2 separate regions of the Sus scrofa genome follow, and region 1 is linked to region 2. Evidence: chromatin contacts called from public promoter capture Hi-C data. All regions are on one chromosome and are shown on one strand. The core of a region is the stretch at or near the end of the contact, and the rest is flanking DNA. Distances in the headings are between cores, read along the strand shown. Region 1 has its middle 78 kb from the start of LARP1. Region 2 holds the start of LARP1 (la-related protein 1).

Region 1 (3,273 bases), core at 34-2,533, 79 kb before region 2:
TTATCAGGAAAGAGAGAGGAGGAGTTCCCACTGTGGCTCAGCGGGTTTAGAACCCAACATAGTGTCCGTGAGGCTGTGGTTCCATCCCTGGCCTCACTCAGTGGGTTAATCAGGTTGCAACGAGCTGCAGTGTAGGATGCAGATGTGGTTCAGATTCGGCGTGGCTGAGGCTGTGGTGTAGGCCAGCAGCGGCACCTCGGATTCGGATTTGACCCCTAGCCTAGGAACTTCCATATGCCGCAGGTGCGGCCGTAAAAGAAAAAAAGAGAGAGTAGGATTTTTTTCGGTCTTGTTTTGTTGTCTTTTTAGGGTCTCGCCCAGGGGCGAATGGAAGTTCCCAAGCTAGGGGTTGAATTAGAGCTCTCTTTCCCCCCCGCCCCCTCCCCCCGGCCCCACCAGGCAGAGACATCCTCTGTGGACACCCTCTCTGTGTGCACGGGGCACACACACATTGAAAAAGTACCACTTTTGGAGTTCCCGCTGTGGAGCAGTGGGTTAAGGATCTGGCATTGCTGCAGCTGCGACGCAGGTTGCTCCTGGCTCAGATTCGATCCATGGCCCGGAACTTCCATACGCTGCCGAGAGGTGAAAAAGGAAGGAAGGAAGAAGAGGCACCACTTTTTAGGTTTCAACGTACAGATCCGTCACCACAAAGGAATGGAAGAAGGAAAGGAGAATGGAAGCCCCCAGGCTTTTGTTGACACAATAGGGCAGTGGGGAGGGGAGGGGGGAGGATTCGAAAGCCGTTGGAAAATGCCTCAAGGGCAGAAGGCGACTTTAGGCTCCACCCTGTGATTTGGAGCCTCTCCGAGGGGGCTTTCTCGGGTCTCTTACGGTGGAGGGGGGACGCCCCAACACGGAGCTACAGCTAACGAGAGAGACTCCCCCGTGCAGTGCCTTCCGCCCCCCTGTCCCCAGCCACCCACCCTGCCTCGGCTTCCTCCGCCCTCTCCGCACCCTCGCAGCTGAGAGGAAACTGAGGCACAGGGGGGTGGATGAACGGTGATGGGCAGTACAGGGCGGTCCTAGGCCCGGGGACACGGAGCGAGGGGGCGTGAGGGTGGTCCTGGACCCGCCGCTGGGGAGGCGACCCCCAGGGCCCACAGCAGGGAGCAGGCAGAGGCTCTCCCTTGCCGACAAGCTGGGCGTCCTTCTGACTCCACCCTCCCCCGGCGCTGCCCGCCCCTCCCGAGGGCACACTTTATCTGAGTCCTGGGCACACAGCTGCACACTCTCACCCGCTGAGGCCCTCCCTGGAAGGCGGCATCTGACCTTTGGACATGTAAACAAGACTTGGCCTGGCCCTGGGTGGCAGGGCTTGTCCTTGGGGCCGGTCGACTTGGGCATGACCAGGCAGGCATGTTTGCGAGGGCTCAGGGTCACACTGGGCCTCCGCGGATCACTCAGAGTTGATCCTGGAGGCCCAAGGACAGTCCATCCTGCTGTCGGCCTGTACGCTGGGGACTCTCAGTGGTATTTTCGGGGCCCAGGTGACTTCCTAAAAGAGGAGCAGGCTGGAACCAAAGACTCTCAGGGGAACCTCAGGGGTTCAGAGAGGGGATGACATGTACTCAGAGCCACACAGCAGACAAAAGTCACATCCACAGACAGACCAGGCTGGTAACACCTTCTCTGGGTCTTAGCAGCTTTTCCATCCAGTGGGAGAGGCCCACCAGCATCCCTGGCTCACACCCCTGCTGCAGACCCTGGCCCCGCTGGTACACCCACCCCCTGAAGCTCCTCTTATCTCCAGGGCCCTGGAACCTGCTGATTCCTGGGGCTGGGCCCACCCTCTCTGGGGTCACCAGATGAATGGGACTGCAGGGGCTGTGCGGGCCTGATATGGGGCTCGGTGGGCCCCAGCCTTTATCAGTGGGGATTGGGACTCTGGACAAGCAGGTGGCCCCATCTGGAAGAAGGAGCAGTGGGGAGAGGGTACCCAGGTCCTGGGCCAAGGAGATACAGGACAGGAACTTTTTTAGTAACTTTTCTAAATCTTTTTTTTTTTTTTTTAAAGCAAAATATTGCTTTCTCTGATTAGAAAGGTCCAGGCATGTTCCACCAAATTTAACAGAGCAGAAAGAGATGGCATTGAAAGTGAAAGCGCCTATAAGACGTTTCCGAGGCATAATCCCCAGGCCCAGTTTGGGGTTATCTCCAGATTTTTTTGTACACATAGGCTAGCCTTACTAGATTGGAATCATATCATCGGCTCCAACCATGTGGCTTCATAGTTTCATCTCTGAGCCTCAATTTTTTCATCTATAAAACTTCGCAGGAGAGTTCTGTGACACAGGAGGTTATGGATCTGGCATCGCCCCTGCTGTGGCTTTGGTCACAGCTGTGGCTCTAGTCAGTGCTGGGACGCAGGTTCGATCCCTGGCTTGGGAATTTCCACATGCCACAGGCATGGCCAAAAAAAAAAAAAAAAAAAAAGTATTGCATGAATGTTGTCAGGATTACACAAAGTAATGCATGTGTGGCACCTAACCTGGGCCCAGCCCCCAGAGAGCTCTGAATAATTGTCAGTATGTTCCTCTTGTGGCTCAGCCAGTGGTAATGAACCCAGCTAGGATCCATGAGGACTCGGGTTCGATCCCTGGCCCTGCTCAGTGGGTTAAAGGATCTGGTGTTGCCGTGAACTGTGATGTAGGTCACAGACATGGCTCAGATCTGGCGTTGCTGTGGCTGGGGGGTAGGCCAGCGGCTACAGCTCTGATTCAACCCCTAGCCTGGGAACTTCCACATGCTGCAGGTGTGGCCCTAAAAAAAGTAACTGTTCAATGTCACCAGCGTTGTTACGTCACTGCCTTTATTTTTCATTTAATGACACAACACCAGCACCTTTCCAGGTCGGTGCCAAAGATGATGCCCACTCTGATGGACAAATTCAAAGCTTTCCTTGTTTGTGGGAATCATCATTTATTTCTTAACCAATTTTATGGTGGTCTCATTTATATACAAGAAAATGTACCCATTTTTAAGAATACAATTCAGTAAGTTTCAGAAATTATACACCCCCAAATTCCCTCACGCCCCTTTGTAACCAATTTCTCGGCCCCCGTCTCCAGCCCCACCACACAACCACCAAACTGTTCCCTGTCCCTAAGTTTAGATTTCCCTTTTCCAAAATTTCATTGAATGCGTCACATGGCAGGCACTCTCTGGGGCGAGACTTCTTCACGGAGCATAATGTTTCTGCGTTACCAGAGTTCATTGCTTTTCACTGCAGGAGAGCGTCCCCCACAAGATTGGGACAATTTGAGTTTCCTT
Region 2 (3,235 bases), core at 404-2,903:
CAAGGCCAGGGTTCGAACCCATGTCATCATGGATACCAGTTGGGTTCTTAACCCATTGAGCCACAACAGGAACTCCTTTTTTTTTTTTTTTTTTTAATAGTTGATTTACAATGTTTTGTCAGGTGTGTGTTCTAATCCCTGTTGTGGAGATGCCCAACACTCAGGGTTTTGATTGATGGGTTTTTTGGTTTGTTTTCTGTTTTTGGCTGCAACTGGGGCATGTGGAAATGCCAGGCCAGGGATGGAACCTGTACCACAGTTGCAACCTGTGCTCCAGCTTTGGCAACCTGAGAGCTTTAACCCACTGTGCCACACAGGAACTTTTAGGTTATTTCTTAAGCGGGTGGGATCCCATCTAGCCAGAGGCCAGGACTTCTCCAAGTGAAGTGTGGAACCACAAGCACCCAAGGGTCTTGTTAGATATGCAGATTTCTGGATCCAAATGCTTTGGAATCTGCATTCAGGGTTTTCCCTCATCATTGAAACTAATCTAGTCTAACCTATTACTGTAAATTATTGTCTTAGATGCAAGACAAGCACCTGTTTCTCAGTTTGTTGTCTTTCTCACCATCTTAGAATGTAAATTCCGTGAGGATAGGGACTTTGTTAGCCTGGTTTATTTCCAAACTCTGTTTCCTAGGACCTCCACGGTAAATATTTATTTAATTGAATGTGCACTAAAATTTGGAACCGCTGTCACACCATTCTTTATTTTACAGTAGGGAAACTGAGGCCCAAAGACTGCAGAGTTGGTAAAGGGCAGGATCAAGGTCAGTATAAAAATCTCAGAACTCCTGAGTCTCATTCGGGCATTGGTTCATCTCTGCCCCAAGCAATCTTTATAAAAAATGAAATCCACTTGACAAAAAAGACATTTTCTGCCCATAAAACTTGGTTTCAGAACTTGGCTGGGTTGGGAGCGCTTGGTTATCCCCAGCTCACTTCCTAGGCGCGCGCGATGCCCCCAAGGGGTAAAGGCCCGCCTTCCAGACCGGGCGTCGAATCCAACTCGGGGCAGTGTCCCCGGCCGGGGCGGCGGGGAGGAGCCGAGCACAGTCCGCGGAGGTGAGACAGGCTCTCCCAAGGTCACCCAGGCGGGGCTTGGAGGAGCCAGGCCCACAGGACGCCAGGGAGCCGGCAGCACCCCCCTCCACCATCCCTTAAATCGAGGGTGACATTAATGGCTCCTTCCCTGGAATCTGGCGCACCCAACGTAAAGAGCGCGAGCAGGCCCAGCCGGCCGCGTGGCCGGTTCCCATGTGCTCCACCTGCTGCCGCTCTCACGCGCTACCTCTTTAAGACACTTCCCCCACTTTACCACCCCTTCTCTCTAGCCCGGCTCACTGCCCCACCCCCCTTCCGAATTGCATCAGGCACGTGCTCGCCCCCGTCGGGTCTGAGTACCCCTCACCAGCCAGCGCCGGAGGTGCGCCGAGAAATTGGAGGCGAGGGGCGGGGCGAGGGGCGGGGCCGCGGGGCCGTACGGGCGCGCTCCCGCCGCCTTCGCCCGTTCGTCGCCCAGGGCCGGCCCTAGCGGGCGCGCCCCCGCTGCGCCCTCCCCTCCCCCGCCCGCTGCGTCGCGAGGCGCGTGCCCGCCCGCCGCCTGCCGCGGATCGCGTGGTCAGCTCGGCTCGCCGCGCCTCTCCCCCGTCCGTCCATATTGCTGCAGCCCCCGAGCCGGGAAGCCCGGGCCGCCCCGGGGGCGGGGGGGAGGGAGGGACGGGACGAGAAGCTTGCCAGGCTCGGGGTGGGGGCGCCTTGCGAGGAACGGGCGGGGGGGACGCGCGCCGAGGAGGCCTGGACCGCAGAGTGGGGGGCCTTCCTCCCCCCCCCCGCCCCGCCAGCAGGCCTTGGATTTACGGCGGCTGCATCCGACCGGGAGGGGGGCCGCGCCTAGCGTGAACCCGGACCCTTCTCCGCAGGCACTGGGGCCCAGCGCCCCGGAGGAAGGAGTCGCGGGGGCTCTGAGAGCCAAGTTCGAGGCGGGGGAGGCAGCCTCGGGCGCGCCCGGCTTCTCCGGGGGGGCGGGCGCGCAGATGGCCACTCAGGTGGAGCCGCTGCTGCCGGGGGGCACCCCGCTCTTGCAGGCCGAAGAGCACGGGGGGCTGGTGAGGAAGAAGCCGCCGCCGCCGCCGCCCGAGGGCAAGGGCGAGCCCGGGGCGAACGACGTCGGAGGGGGGGAGCCGGACGGCGGCGCCCGGAGACCTCGGCCGCCCTACGCCAAGCCGCACAAGGAGGGCACCGGGCAGCTGGAGCGCGAGAGCCCGCGGCCGCCGCAGCCTCCCGGCGCCGAGGGCCTGGCAGTCAGCGACGGAGAAGAGGGCGGCGGCGAGCCGGGCGCTGGCGGAGGAGCTGCGGGAGCCGCGGGCGCCGGGCGCCGAGACTTCGTGGAGGCCCCTCCGCCCAAGGTGAACCCGTGGACTAAGAACGCGCTGCCGCCGGTCCTGGCCACCGTGAACGGACAGTCTCCTCCAGGTGGGTCTCCCTGCTTGTGATCTTGGGTTCGGGGGCCTCTTCCGGGGCCTTAGGCGTCCCCTCCCCCAGCGGCCTCCAGGGCCCGGGGGTCCGCCACTGGTCCTGGTGACTCGGGTTTTTTTTTTTTTTTTTTTTTTTTATTAGCTCCCTTTAATTTAGGTCGCCATACCCTGCCCCCCAGCATGCTCGGGAACCTGTCCCTACCGGAGGGCCCGGCCTCCGGGAGGCTATAGCCACCGCCCGGGCCGCAGCGGTTAGTGGGCAACGGCGTGGTTCGGGCCTACCTCGCCGGGAGAGGGTGGGCGCTGGTTTCGGTGAAAAAAGCCCTTTCCCTCCCACCGCGTGTTTGTGTAGGAGACTGTTTGTAGCCTGAAACATTTCTCGGGAAGCCCCCTCTTCCCACCTCGCCCCTTGCTGTCCGTTTTGGTGGCGTTGCGATTGTCCCTATGTTGTAAATGTTTAATGAGCATATGTCATGGGCAGCAAAACACCCGGCGACGAGTTTATACCGACCACAAGGATTCGGGATTTAAAAGTTAAGTTTTTTGCTCGAGCACATAGTGTTAGGCGGTAGAATGGCTACTGGCGAAAGGTTGAGGGGTCTATTGCAGGGAGAATCGGGAGGAAAGGAAACCCAGCATGTCCCTGAATTGGGTGCTTTCCCTGTCTGCTCCCGGGGACCTTCCGCCTTTAGACCATGCCTCTGGATGGCGAGTGTGCGGGGATCCAGTAAGGGGGAAATGTAAGGCGAGTAAGGGGG

What was found. Promoter capture Hi-C pulls out the DNA fragments that hold promoters and counts their contacts.
Region 1: a promoter capture Hi-C map of fetal liver shows a contact between it and region 2, with 4 times the contacts expected there. The contact joins the enhancer-like site here to the promoter of LARP1 in region 2. A contact is called at or near these places in 1 of 5 promoter capture datasets (fetal liver), 4 of 47 Hi-C or Micro-C datasets (embryonic fibroblasts, fetal liver and liver) and 1 of 2 datasets of contacts at active chromatin or transcription factors (alveolar macrophages).

What each region holds. Positions count from the first base shown.
Region 1 is chr16:68,528,156-68,531,428 of Sscrofa11.1, reverse strand. No RefSeq gene overlaps it. Among named protein-coding and RNA genes, the nearest start is that of LARP1, 78 kb to the right of the region's middle. Within about 2 kb of position 1,283, at least 27 of the 83 cell types and tissues checked have an H3K27ac peak or open chromatin away from gene starts, as enhancers often do. A contact at or near this core is called in fetal liver and liver, where this site is marked.
Region 2 is chr16:68,450,023-68,453,257 of Sscrofa11.1, reverse strand. It overlaps LARP1 (la-related protein 1), which reads left to right and starts at 1,653. Exons shown (of 19, transcript XM_021076708.1): 1 at 1,653-2,475. The coding sequence starts at 2,037.